Linked DNA regions of Oryctolagus cuniculus: region 1 is linked to region 2. Evidence: chromatin contacts called from public Hi-C data. All regions are on one chromosome and are shown on one strand. The core of a region is the stretch at or near the end of the contact, and the rest is flanking DNA. Distances in the headings are between cores, read along the strand shown. Region 1 overlaps POLN (DNA polymerase nu). Region 2 holds the start of NICOL1 (NELL2 interacting cell ontogeny regulator 1).

Region 1 (5,832 bases), core at 347-2,846, 180 kb before region 2:
CAGCTCTGGTGGTCACTCTGATGTATAAGGATGGTTCAACCCAGCTAAGTGCTGACCAGGTCGGTAAACTACTGGTTTTTGTTTGTTGTCTGGCACTATAAAAGAAGTGCATTGTCCTAGCATCTGACTTTTTTTTTTTTTTAAGATTTATTTATTTACTTCAGAGGCAGTATTACAGACAGAGAGAGGGAGAGACAGAGAGAAAGGTCTTCTATCTGCTGGTTCACTCCCTAAAAGGCCAAAACAGCCAGAGCTAGACCAATCTGAAGCCAGGAGCCAGGAGCTTCTTCCAGGTCTCCCACACAGGTGCAGGGGCCCAAGGACTTGGGCCATCTTCTACTGTTTTCCCAGGCCACAGCAGATAATTGGATGGGAAGTGGAGCAGCCAGTTCTTGAACCAGTGCCTATAGGGGATGCCGGCACTGCAGGCTGATGCTGACCCTACTATGCCACAGCACCAGCCCCACATCTGATTTTTAAAAAATTATTGATTTGAGAAGTGTATGTGTGTTGGGGGGGGCTGGGGTTGGAGTTGGAGACCACCCATCTGCTGGCTTGTTCTCCAGTTTCCCACAATGATTATGGTATATCTTTGTTATTTATTAAATCTGATTTCTTTCATCAGCATTTTATAATTTTCAGCACACAGGGCTGTATGTGTCTTGTTGATTTATATCTAAGTATCATTTTTTGCAATTATGAATGATAGTTTTAAAAAATGTTAGCTTTCACATGTTTATTGTAGAATATACTTGCAGAAATACATTTGATTTTTAATTTTTGTATTTAAAGATTATTTATTTGAAAGGCAGAGTTACATAGAGGCAGAGAGAGAGGTCTTCCATCCACTGGTTCATTCCTCAAATGGCCACAATGGCTGGAGCTGTGCCAATCCAGAGGCAGGAGCCAGGAACTTCCTCTGGGTCTCCCACATGGGTACAGAGGCCCAAGGACCTGGGACATCTTCTACTGCTTTCCTAGGCCATAGCAGAGAGCTGGATCTGAAGAAGAGCCACTGGGTCTTGAACCAGCGTCCATATGGGATGCTGACACTGCTGCAGGCTGAGGCTTTATCCGCTGTGCCACAGCACCAGCCCCAATTTTTGTATTTTGATCTTGTATTCTGCAACCTTGCTAAGTTCCAGGACTCTTTTTTTTTTTTTTTTTTTTTTTAAGATTCCTTTAGCTGCTTTATGCAGATATTCATGTTATCTGTAAATAGGGACAGTGTAATGCTTCCTTTCTGATTTATATGCCTTGTATCTCTTTTTCCTGTATTGGGCTGGCTGAGACTTGCTTTGTGATGTTGGATATGTTAGAGGCCAGATGTAGAGTTAGATCATGGGGTTTGGTTTTTATGCTTGACAGTCATTAAAAGGCTGTCCATTTCCAAGTTTATTTTTAGGCCTCTTCTATTTCTGTCCACTTCATTAGGAAGTGTGACATCTTTCTTGAATAGATGTATTGTCTCTGTTCCATTTTGAAACTTATTGTCTATTTACAGGCTGTCATTTCGTCTGTCAAAGGAATTGTGGTGCTACTGAATTGCCAGGTGGAGGGCGGCAGTGCTGCTCCGGCTGCTGCAGCCAGGGGGAGTATTCTGGATGAGGATCAGTGCATCTACATAAAAACAGAGCACTCTTGTCTTGCCAGCCAAGAACAGGAGGCACACAATCAATTTGCCAGGTAAGAAATCTCCACTCGTTATCTGAAGTCCTACTTACATGCTTGCTTTACCCTCCCAAGTCCCCCAAACTCCAGTATTCATAATGTAAATGTTTAAAAGTTTGGTGTGCAAATGGAATGGCTCTAAATGTTAGAAACCTCTGCAAACACTGAGCCACTCTTCTCCAAAGAGCTTCTGGAATGGAGGTTGCATTCTTCCTTGGAAACCTGCTCCAGGATTGGAGTCAGCTTCATGGTGAGAAGCTGGGGAGAGGACACCATCCCAGGCCCTGCCGTGGCCCGAATCTCAGCTGTTTTTCCCCACCACACTCATTCACTCACTCACAGCATTAGAAAATTAAGTTATTGCTGCAGGAACACAGTAAATTATCCTCCATACCGCAGAGGTCAGCACTAATTTCAAAGCTCCATGTCTGCAACTAGAACCTGTCTCACCTGACCCTGCCCTCCTAGAATCAGGACTGGGTCGCAGGCAGGGATGTTCCTGTTGCCCAGACCCTTTATCAGCTCCTGCTCATGTCTCAGACCAAGTGGGACATGCTACGATGGCCTTTGAGGCCTGCCTCCTTACAGTTCCTGACCCTGTGGAGCTACCTCAGCTCAAGGCCTTGTTCTGTCCACTCCCTACAACAAACAAACCAGAAGTGAATTGTGAAACATGAAAGTACAGAGCAGTAGTCACATCCTCCTAGACCAACATGATCAAAGATTTTTTTCTTTTTTGACAGGCAGAGTGGACAGTGAGAGAGAGAGAGAAAGAGAAAAAGGTCTTCCTTTGCCGTTGGTTCACCCTCCAATGGCCGCCATGGCCGGCGTGCTGTGGCCAGCGCACCGCGCTGATCCAATGGCAGGAGCCAGGTACTTATCCTGGTCTCCCATGGGGTGCAGGGCCCAAGGATTTGGGCCATCCTCCACTGCACTCCCGGGCCACAGCAGAGAGCTGGCCTGGAAGAGGGGCAACCGGGACAGAATCCGGCGCCCCGACCGGGACTAGAACCCGGTGTGCCGGCGCTGCAAGGTGGAGGATTAGCCTAGTGAGCCGCGGCGCCGGCCCAAAGATTTTTTCATACTTCATCTCCCTCTCTATGAGGCGGAGGAGGGAGCTGGAATTTAAAGAAAACCCCATACATGTAAATCACCTTGTACGTCTCAAGACACAGCTCCTTTGTTTTTGTTGTTAGAACTACAATTCCATTTCAAACGTAAATTGAACACTCAGTCCACATTTGAAGTTACTTGACTGTCTCAGAAATGTCCTTCCATCACTGTCTTAGTGGGATCAGGAACCCACCAAGGCCCACACGTAGCCTTTGGTGTCATGCCTCTTCTAATCTGAACACCTCCACCCCATCTTGCAGAGGTGCCATGTCCTGAGTTTATCTGTTGGTGTCCCTGTGTGGTTCTTTAGCTTGTTCTCTTGTACTCCATAGTGACTGTAAACTGGAATTCAGTTTTAAAGCCTTGGTTATTCAGGTCCAACATTTTTTGCAAAACACCTCCATGCTCCAACCGTGATGCAGCTCAATGACCAGACTTAGCAAATAAAAATACAGGACACTAAATGTGAATTTCAATTAAACAACAACTAATATATTAGTATAATTGTGTCCCAAATGTTCATGGGACATGCTTATCCTGAAAGAATGAATATATGACTGAAAATATTTAAATTTTTTTCAGATAAAAATTATTGACTTTTTCTAAAGTTCACACTTACCAGGGTGTCCTGTGTGTCTTATATGATTACCTTTTTTTTTTTTTTTTTAAAGATTTATTTATTTGAAAGAGTTAGAGAGGTGGAGACAGAGAGAGAGGCCTCCCATCCACTGGTTCACTCCCCAGATGGTTGCAACGGCCGGAGCTGGGCTGATCCGAAGCCAGGAGCCAGGAGCTTCTTCTGGGTCTCCCACATGGATACAGAGGCCCAGGGACTTGGGCCATCTTCCACCGCTTTCCCGGGCCATAGCAGAGAGCTGGACTGGAAGAGAAGCAGCCAGGACTAGAACCGGTGCCCATATGGGATGCCGGTGCTTCAAGCCAGGGCATTAACCCACTGCACCACAGCACGCCAGCCCCATCTGGGTCAGGTGATATCAGCAGGATACCTTCATTGTAAATTTCCCCACTAAACTTTCCCTTTGTAGTTTTGTCCTTGGATAAGTATCATCTGAATTACTTATTTGATAATGGCTAGCAACTTGGTGATTTTTTTTTTAAAGAAAGAATTATATATATATATACAGAGAGAGACAGGAAGAGTGAGAAGTCTTCCATCCACTGGTTCACTCCCTAAATAGCTGCAACAGCCGGGGGGTGGGGGGTCGGGGGGCGGGGGGCGGGGCAGGCCGAAGCCAGGAGCCAGGAGCTTCTTCCCGGTCTCTCGCGTGGGTCAAGGGCCCTAAAGCTTTCCCAGGCGCATCAGCAGGGAGCTAGATTAGAAGTAGAACAGCTAGGCTGGTGCCGTGGCTCACTTGGCTAATCCTCCGCCTGCGGCGCCGGCACCCCAGATTCTAGTCCCGGTTGGGGCGCTGGATTCTGTCGCGGTTGCTCCTCTCCCAGTCCAGCTCTCTGCTGTGGCCCAGGAGGGCAGTGGAGGATGGCCCAAGTGCTTGGGCCCTGCACCTGCATGGGAGACCAGGAGGAAGCACCTGGCTTCTGGCTTCGGATCAGCTCAGTGTGCCGGCCGTGGTGGCCATTTGTGGGGTGAACCAATGGAAGGAAGACCTTTCTCTCTGTCTCTCTCTCTCACTGTCTAACTCTAACTGTGCCTGTCAAAAAAAAAAAAAAAAAAAGAAGTAGTAGTAGTAGTAGTAGAAGAAAGCTGGGACTTGAACCAGCACCCACATGGCATGCTGGCTTTGCAGGCAGCAGCTTTAGCCGCTACACCAAACACTGGCACTGAGATGGTGCTCTTTTTAACTCTGCTTTCTTCCAAATTTATTGGCTAAAACTTTCTGTAAAGAACAACTAGACTTTTAGTTTACCTTACCCTTCATATCTTTACTTGAGTGTTACCTTTTGGCCAGGCCTGCCCTGACTGTCCTTCATAAAACAGTGTCCCCCCCCCCCCCCCACAAAGAGCACACACAGCCCCTGTTTCCTTTTCCTTCATTTTTTAAAAAAACTATTTGAAAGGCAGAGGGACAGAAACAGATTTTCTACTTGCTGGTTCATTCCCCAAATAGCCACCGTGGCCAGGGCTGGGCCAGACCTAACCAGGAGCCTAGAACGTCATCTAGGTTTCCCATGGGGTTACAGGGGCCCACACACTTGGGCCGTCATCTACCGCTTCCCCAAGCACATTAGCAGGGAACTGGGCAACAGGAACTCTAACTAGTGTTGCAGGCGTGGATTAACCCACTGTGCCACATGTTCTTCATGTATTCCTGTAATACCTAACCATAATACTGTTACCGGTGAATGGCAGGGTTCTTGTCTTCGCGCAAGAAAGAATTCAGGCGTGAGACAGAGAGTAATGGAAAAGTAAAATAGCAAGGTTTATTAGGGCAGGGACATCTGTAAGAACAGATGGACACCTCTCCAGACAGGACCTGAGAGAGAGTGCACAATTGCTCGGACTGGGGGGAGAGCGAGGTTACATGGTTGAGTGGAGGGATTCTACCTGGGCAGGCAGGCGGGCGGCTCAGCAGAGAGGCAGAGGGCTGAGCGCGCAGTCCGGTTGAGGCCGGGGATTTTTAAGGAGATGGGTCTTTGTCTTCACACATCTCCTCCTGAAACAAAGGAGTTTATGGCTGTAAATATTAAGAATTTCCTATCTGAGTTTTCCCCTGAAGGTATCAGACAGGAGGAAGCCTAGCTGGCGCCATCCTGGGTTCAGAGGAAGGGTGAGCAGGACCCCCTAAAGAATGGGGATCCGGAGCAAGGTGTTTGAGATGCAGATACTGGGCTGCATCTGGGAGATTGTGGAAGATTGTCAGAGGGGGCGGGGGGGGGGGGTGTCCCATCTGGCAGGTGGTTATCTGGTAGAAGGGGGCAGGGCAGGATACCCGGATGCCCCTGAAATCTTACCAGGACGACTTTGAGATGCAGATGCAGTGCTGGACATGGACGTCCTCTCTGTAGGCCTTTATGTCACACACACACACGCTCATAACTGACTTCCTGCCTAACAGTATCATTCTGTGT
Region 2 (6,027 bases), core at 1,156-3,655:
CTCCACGCCCCCCTGCGCCCCTGGACTGCCTGTCAATAAGCACACACTGCTTTGATAAAAGCCTCTAATTTTACTAAAATATTTACAGAATGAACCAAGGGGAGGTGACTGCTCTGCGTGGAGACCCCTGGCAGGTGCACGGGGGCGTGGCTGTGAAAATGGACCCCTGCTAGCTCCCCTCATCCCCTCCCCCCTCCCACCAGCTCAGCCTCCCAGGAGCCCCCAGCCCCAGCCCCCATCGCGGACGAGCCTGTCTCCATGCCCAGCCTCAGGGCAAGGCAGGCCAGGGAGCGCCCCGGGGTGTGGCAGGCTGACAGCAAGGCCCTGGAGGGCCCAGCCGGGAGCTCCCAGGGACACAGCGGCACAGCGGAGGCCTGGAGCAGGGAGGCGGGACCGGGAATGCTGGTGGTGGTTATTGGCAGGGAGCAGAGCTGGCCCCGGGTGGTCAGCGCCCCGAGGGCCAGCAGGCGCACAGGGCCCGGCGTTCAGCCTGCAGCAGGAGGGTGTCTGTCTGCAAAGCAACAAGAGGCCATGAGGGTGGACACGGCCCGCCAGGGGTGGACGCAGCCTACCTGGGGTGGACGCAGCCTGCCCAGGGTGGACATGGCCTGCCTTGGGTGGACACGGCCAGCCAAGGATGGACACAGCCTGCCCAGGGTGGACACGGCCTGCCTGGCATGGACACTGCCTTCTGGGATGGATGCAACCTGCCTGGGGTAGACACTGCCTGATCGGGGTGGACATGGCCTGCTTGGGGTGGACACGACCTGCCTGGCATGGACACAACCCACCTGGGGTGGACACTGCATGCCTGGAGTGGACACGGCTGCCAGGAACGCCCCCTTCCCTCGATGCCCCCCCCCCACCTGCGCTGGGTCCCGCCTCCCATTCCACTTCTTCCCACCAGATCACTCCTGACAGCTGCTCTCAGGAGGCCTTAACCCCCCCTCCCCAGGGACAAAAAGGGGCCGCTCCTCCAGGCGTGGGACCCGCCGGGGTCTCCCCTTCTTCCCACCTCCGTTCTCCCTCTTTCTGGTAGGAGCGCGAGTCCCTGTCGCCGCCGTCCCCGCCCTCCGGACAAGCTCTGGCCCTGGGCTGTTCCTCCCGCCCCCGCCCGAGCAGACCCTCCCGGGCGACTGCGTCCATTCCGGGTGCTCGGCGGCCGCAGGTGCAGCCCAGGCCGGCACCCCCACGGCGACTCGCGGGGCTCCCGGGCCCGCAGGGCTCACCCGCGCGTCCAGGCTGTAGGCCGTCTTGCGCAGGTCCTGCAGGGCGCGCTGCATGAACTCGAACGCGTGGCAGTCGACGCACGGGCGGCCTGCGGGGGGCGCGGGTCAGGGGGAGGGAGCGGCGGCCCGGCCCGGCCCCGCCCGAGGGGCCCCAGCCCGCCCACCGTCCCGGGGACAAAGGCCCGGGGCCGCGCCCGGCACCTACTCTGCGCGGGGACGGCGCTCCCGGCGGCGGGCTCGGCGCGCGCCCCGGCGCCCAGCAGCGCGACGCCCAGCAGCAGCAGCAGCAGCGGCGGCGGCCTCGGGGCGCGGCAGGCGGGCGGGGAGGCCATGGCCGGCGGAGGGAGCCCGGGGCCGCCCTGCGGAGGGCGCGCGGGGTCAGCGGCGCCGGCCCCGGGCCTCCCGCAGCCCGCGGCCTCGGCTCCCCGCCCCGGCCCCCGTCGCGGCCGGCGGCCGCCACCGCCCCAGGCCCTGGCCCCGCGCAGCCCTGTCCCGCCCGGCGACCTCGCTGGGCCCACCCCCGGGCCTGCGGAACCCCCGCCTGCCCGCCGACCCCGGGCACGACGGACCCACCGCCCCCCACCCAGCCCGTCCCCGAGCCCCGAGAACCCCACCCCGCAGCCCCGCCCCACCCTGCCCCTACCGCGGTTCAGGGATCCCGCGACTGGCGGCGCGGGCGACTCCGAGGACGGTCTGCGTGTCGCGCATGCGCCCCGCCTGGGTCCCCCCACCACCCCTCGGCGTCGTCATGGAAACCCGAGGCTGTGCGGGCCGCGGCTTAAAGGGACAGTCGCGTTGGGGTCCCCGCAGGCTCTCCCTGGAGCGGCGGATCCCAGAGCGCTGCGTGGAGGCGGCGGTGGTTACAGACGCGCAGCCTCCGTCCCCGGCCTGGGACAGCGGGGCGAGGCGAGGGAGCCCACCCACCTGCTCGGTGCCCAGGGAGCCCCCTCCCCGGGGCCGTGCGCTCGGGCCCGGGGCGCCCTCGCTGCGCCCGCGCCTGCGTCTCTCTCCTCCCGCGTGGGGCCCGGAGCCCCGGCCGCGTCTGCCCCCTGGCTGGGTTACCCGGGGGTCGCCCTGTGGGAGGGACGGGGCGCTGCGGGGACTCGCGACGCGCCCCGGAGGACGGCGCCGGCCTCGCGTGCGCCCCTCGCTCGGGCCTGCCGCACCCCGCCCGGCCCGACGGCGCAGGTCGCTGTGGCAGCAGGCGGGCGCGTGGCCGTCACACGCAGGCGAAACCGAGCTTGGGCGCCCCGCGCCCGCGTTCCCTGCGACGCCCGCATCCGGGCGCTGCTGGGCGGCCCCGCCTTCCGCGTCCCCTCCGCCCCTTGTCCTTGTCCCCTGGACGCCGCCAGCTCCGCCTGGTCCAGACCCCGCAGGTGCACGGGCTTCGGGCAGGTGGTGCGGTACAGTGGCCGCGGCCGGCCACGCGGCTGTGCGCCACGGCCGCCTCCGTGGCCCGCTCAACGCCGGCTTTCTGTCCCCAGCGCTCCAGCTCTGGCGCCTCACCGAAGGGGACCTTAGCGTGCTCGTCCCTTGGTGACCAGCTGCTGTCACTCAGCACGTCCTCAGGGCCCGTTCGTGGGCAGCGCGGGGCACTCGGACCCCATCCGCCTCTCTGCTGTCAAGGAGACCCCCCCTCCCCCAACTATTTTTTTAAGAGGGCACCTGCTGGGCAGGGGCTTGGGGCAGCTGTTAAATCACCTCCTGGGAGTGCCCGGTTGGAGTCCCGGCAGCCCCACGCGTGATCCCGCTTCCTGCAGGTGCTTGAATCCCTGCCGCCCACTCGGGAGACCCGGATGGAGCTCCTGGCTCTCGGCTTCAGATCCACACCCAGCTGCTGCGGGCGTCTGGGGGGTGACCAGGGGATGGACAATATCTCTCTCCCTCCCTCTCTCGCTCGATCTCTTCCTATCTCCCTCTCTCTCTCCCTCTCTATGCCCCTCCCCCTCTCTCTCCCTCCCCCTCCCTCTCTCCCTCCCTCCCTCCCTCTCTCCCTCTCTCCCTCCCTCTCTCCATCTCTCCCTCTCTCTCCCTCTCTCTCCCTTCCTCTCTCTCCCTCTCTCTCTTCCTCTCTCCCTCTCTCTCTCTCCCTCCCTCTCTCTCCCTCCCTCCCTCTCTCCCTCTCTCCCTCCCTCTCTCTCCCTCCCTCTCTCTCCCTCCCTCCCTCTCTCCCTCTCTCCCTCCCTCTCTCCATCTCTCCCTCTCTCTCCCTCTCCCTCTCTCTCCCTTCCTCTCTCTCCCTCTCTCTCTTCCTCTCTCCCTCTCTCTCTCTCCCTCCCTCTCTCTCCCTCCCTCCCTCTCTCCCTCTCTCCCTCCCTCTCTCTGCCTCCCTCTCTCCCTCCCTCTCTCCCTCCCTCCCTCTCTCTCCCTCCCTCCCTCTCTCCCTCTCTCTCTCCCTCTCTCCCTCCCTCCCTCTCTCCCTCCCTCTCTCTCCCTTTCCCTCCCTCTCTCCCTCTCTCTCTCCCTCCCTCCCTCCCTCTCTCCCTCTCTCCCTCCCTCTCTCTCCCTCCCTCTCTCCCTCCCTCCCTCTCTCCCTCTCTCCCCCTCCCTCTCTCCCTTTCTCTCTCTCACCCTCTCTTCCTCTCTCCCCCTCCATCTCTCCCTCTCTCTCCCTCTCCCTCTCTCTCCCTTCCTCTCTCTCCCTCTCTCTTCCTCTCTCCCTCCCTCTCTCCCTCCCTCCCTCTCTCCCTCCCTCTCTCTCCCTTTCCCTCCCTCTCTCTCCCTTTCCCTCCCTCTCTCCCTCTCTCCCTCCCTCTCCCTCTCTCTCTCCCTCTCCCTCTCTCTCTCTCTTCCTCTCTCTCCCTCTCTCTCTCTCCCTCCCTCTCTCTCCGTCTCTGTATCTATCTTTCAAATACAGTGGAAGTAAAGCATTTTGAAAAGGAAACTGAAAACTAGCCAAGTGGGAATATGGAGCCCAGTTCACAGGGCTCCGTGCACGCTGGGCGCAGGTGAGGCGCGTCCCTGAGCTGGGACAGAGGTCAGCAAAGTGCCCGCCCCCGTTGAGAACAAAAAGGTGAAATCCCTAAAAAAAAAAAAAAAGGAAGAGAAATTGGCAGTTGCCGTTGGGTCCTGTAAGGAGGCCTAACCCGAGTGTGACTGGGGCCTGGGTTCAGGTCCCGCCAGCGCCCCCTGCTGCTGATCCAGCTTCCTTCCGACCTGGAGAACAGGAGGCCGCGCCCTGGTCCCTGAGCCCCTACCACACGCGGCTCCGGGCTTCTCTGCCCCGCCCGGCCACGCAAGCATTGGAGGGGTGAGGCCGAGGTTAGCAGCTCTGTCCGTCCGTCGTCCCTTTGGCTGTGGGGAGGGAGGAGCCGATGGCCCTCGGCCGCACTCGGAGAGACTGTGGCTCGGTGTCTCCAAGACTGGAGAAAGACGCCGACACACAAACTCAAGGCCGCAGTCAACTCCCTGCAAGTTCAGGTTCGCGAGTGACAGGCGCTCACGGGAGGCCAGGGGTGAGGCAGGGCTGGGCGCCCGCACCCACACAGCCCGGCCCTGGCTGGTGCAACCGCTGGGTGGAGACTGAGTCCTGCTACCCGCGTCCCCCGATAAGGGACCCAGCTGGGCTCCCACAGCGGCAGAAGCAGCTCCACTCTGCAGGCCGAGAGGATTCGTGCTGCCCCCATGATTTCCAGCGCTCGGAGCAGCGCCGCGCAAGGAGGCAGCAGGACGGTGAGGCCGTGCGGGCCCGGCATGGCCCCCGAGTTCCGGAACCCCCAACCTCGCCAGCCGGCTCAGCGCTGCCTCTGGGGAACCCAGGCCAAGGCCGACAGAGGCTCCCCGGCCCTGTTCGCGGAGCTGCGCGTGGACTGGGCTGCTGGGTGCAGGGGGACAGGGTGAGGTCTTGCATCCACCGCGGGCTGCGGGGTAGTCACTGTCGTTTTGACTTAGTTTCCCTGATGAGCAGTGAAGGGGAGCGAAGTTGCTGATGCTCCCGGCCCCTGGGGTCTCTCTCTCTGTTACCGGAGAAAATGCAGGGTTCCTGTCTTCGCGCAAGAAAGAATTCAGGTGTGAGACAGAGAGTAGTGGGAAGGAAATAGCAAGGTTTATTAGGGCAGGGACATCTGTAAGAACAGATGGGCACCTCTCCAGACAGGACCTGAGAGAGTGCACAATCGCTCGGACTGGGGGAGAGCGAGGTTACATGGCTGAGTGGAGGGATTCTACCTGGGCAGGCAGGCGGGCGGCTCAGCAGAGAGGCAGAGGGCTGAGCGCACAGTCCGGTTGAGGCCGGGGGTGGGGGTGGGGGTTAAGGAGATGGGTCTCTGTCTTCACACATCTCCTCCTGAAACAAAGGAGTTTATGGCTGTAAATACTAAGAAGCTCCTATCTGAGTTTTCCCCTGAAGGTATCAGACAGGAGGAAGCCTCGCTGGCGCCATCCTGGGTTCAGAGGAAGGGTGAGCAGGGCCCCCTGGAGAATGGGGATCAGAGCAGGGTGTTTGAGATGCAGAGACTGGGCTGCACCTGGGAGACTGTGGGAGACTGTCAGGCAGGAGGGGCGGGGACCCCCACCTGGCAGGTTATCGGGTAGAAGGGGCAGGGCAGGGTGCGAAGGCCGGGCTGCCCCTGGAACACTGCCAGCAGATGCAGTGCTGGACATGGACGTCCTCTCTGTAGGCCTTTATGTCACACACACACGCTCATAACTGACTTCCTGCCTAGCATCTGCACAGCAGGCCTCGGAGCCCCACCTGGCGTGAGGCAGACAGGGCAGCGCTGGCCGGAGCACCGGGCCTGCAAGGTTTGTCTCTCAAGCCCCGGGCTCACAAGGACTCCCCCACGCCGCCCCCAGGCCC

The links. A called contact is a pair of places that touch in the nucleus more often than the background predicts.
Region 1: a Hi-C map of an unstated tissue shows a contact between it and region 2, with 5 times the contacts expected there. The contact joins the enhancer-like site here to the promoter of NICOL1 in region 2. A contact is called at or near these places in 2 of 6 Hi-C or Micro-C datasets (ear pinna and an unstated tissue).

What each region holds. Positions count from the first base shown.
Region 1 is chr2:1,022,400-1,028,231 of mOryCun1.1, reverse strand. It overlaps POLN (DNA polymerase nu), which reads left to right. Exons shown (of 25, transcript XM_051836667.2): 4 at 1-59; 5 at 1,505-1,686. Among named protein-coding and RNA genes, the nearest start is that of POLN, 44 kb to the left of the region's middle. Within about 2 kb of position 1,596, at least 1 of the 8 cell types and tissues checked has an H3K27ac peak or open chromatin away from gene starts, as enhancers often do.
Region 2 is chr2:841,198-847,224 of mOryCun1.1, reverse strand. NICOL1 (NELL2 interacting cell ontogeny regulator 1) reads right to left here and starts at 2,405. Exons shown (of 4, transcript XM_051836715.2): 1 at 2,154-2,405; 2 at 1,435-1,588; 3 at 1,230-1,318; 4 at 1-507. The coding sequence starts at 1,561. The coding sequence ends at 205.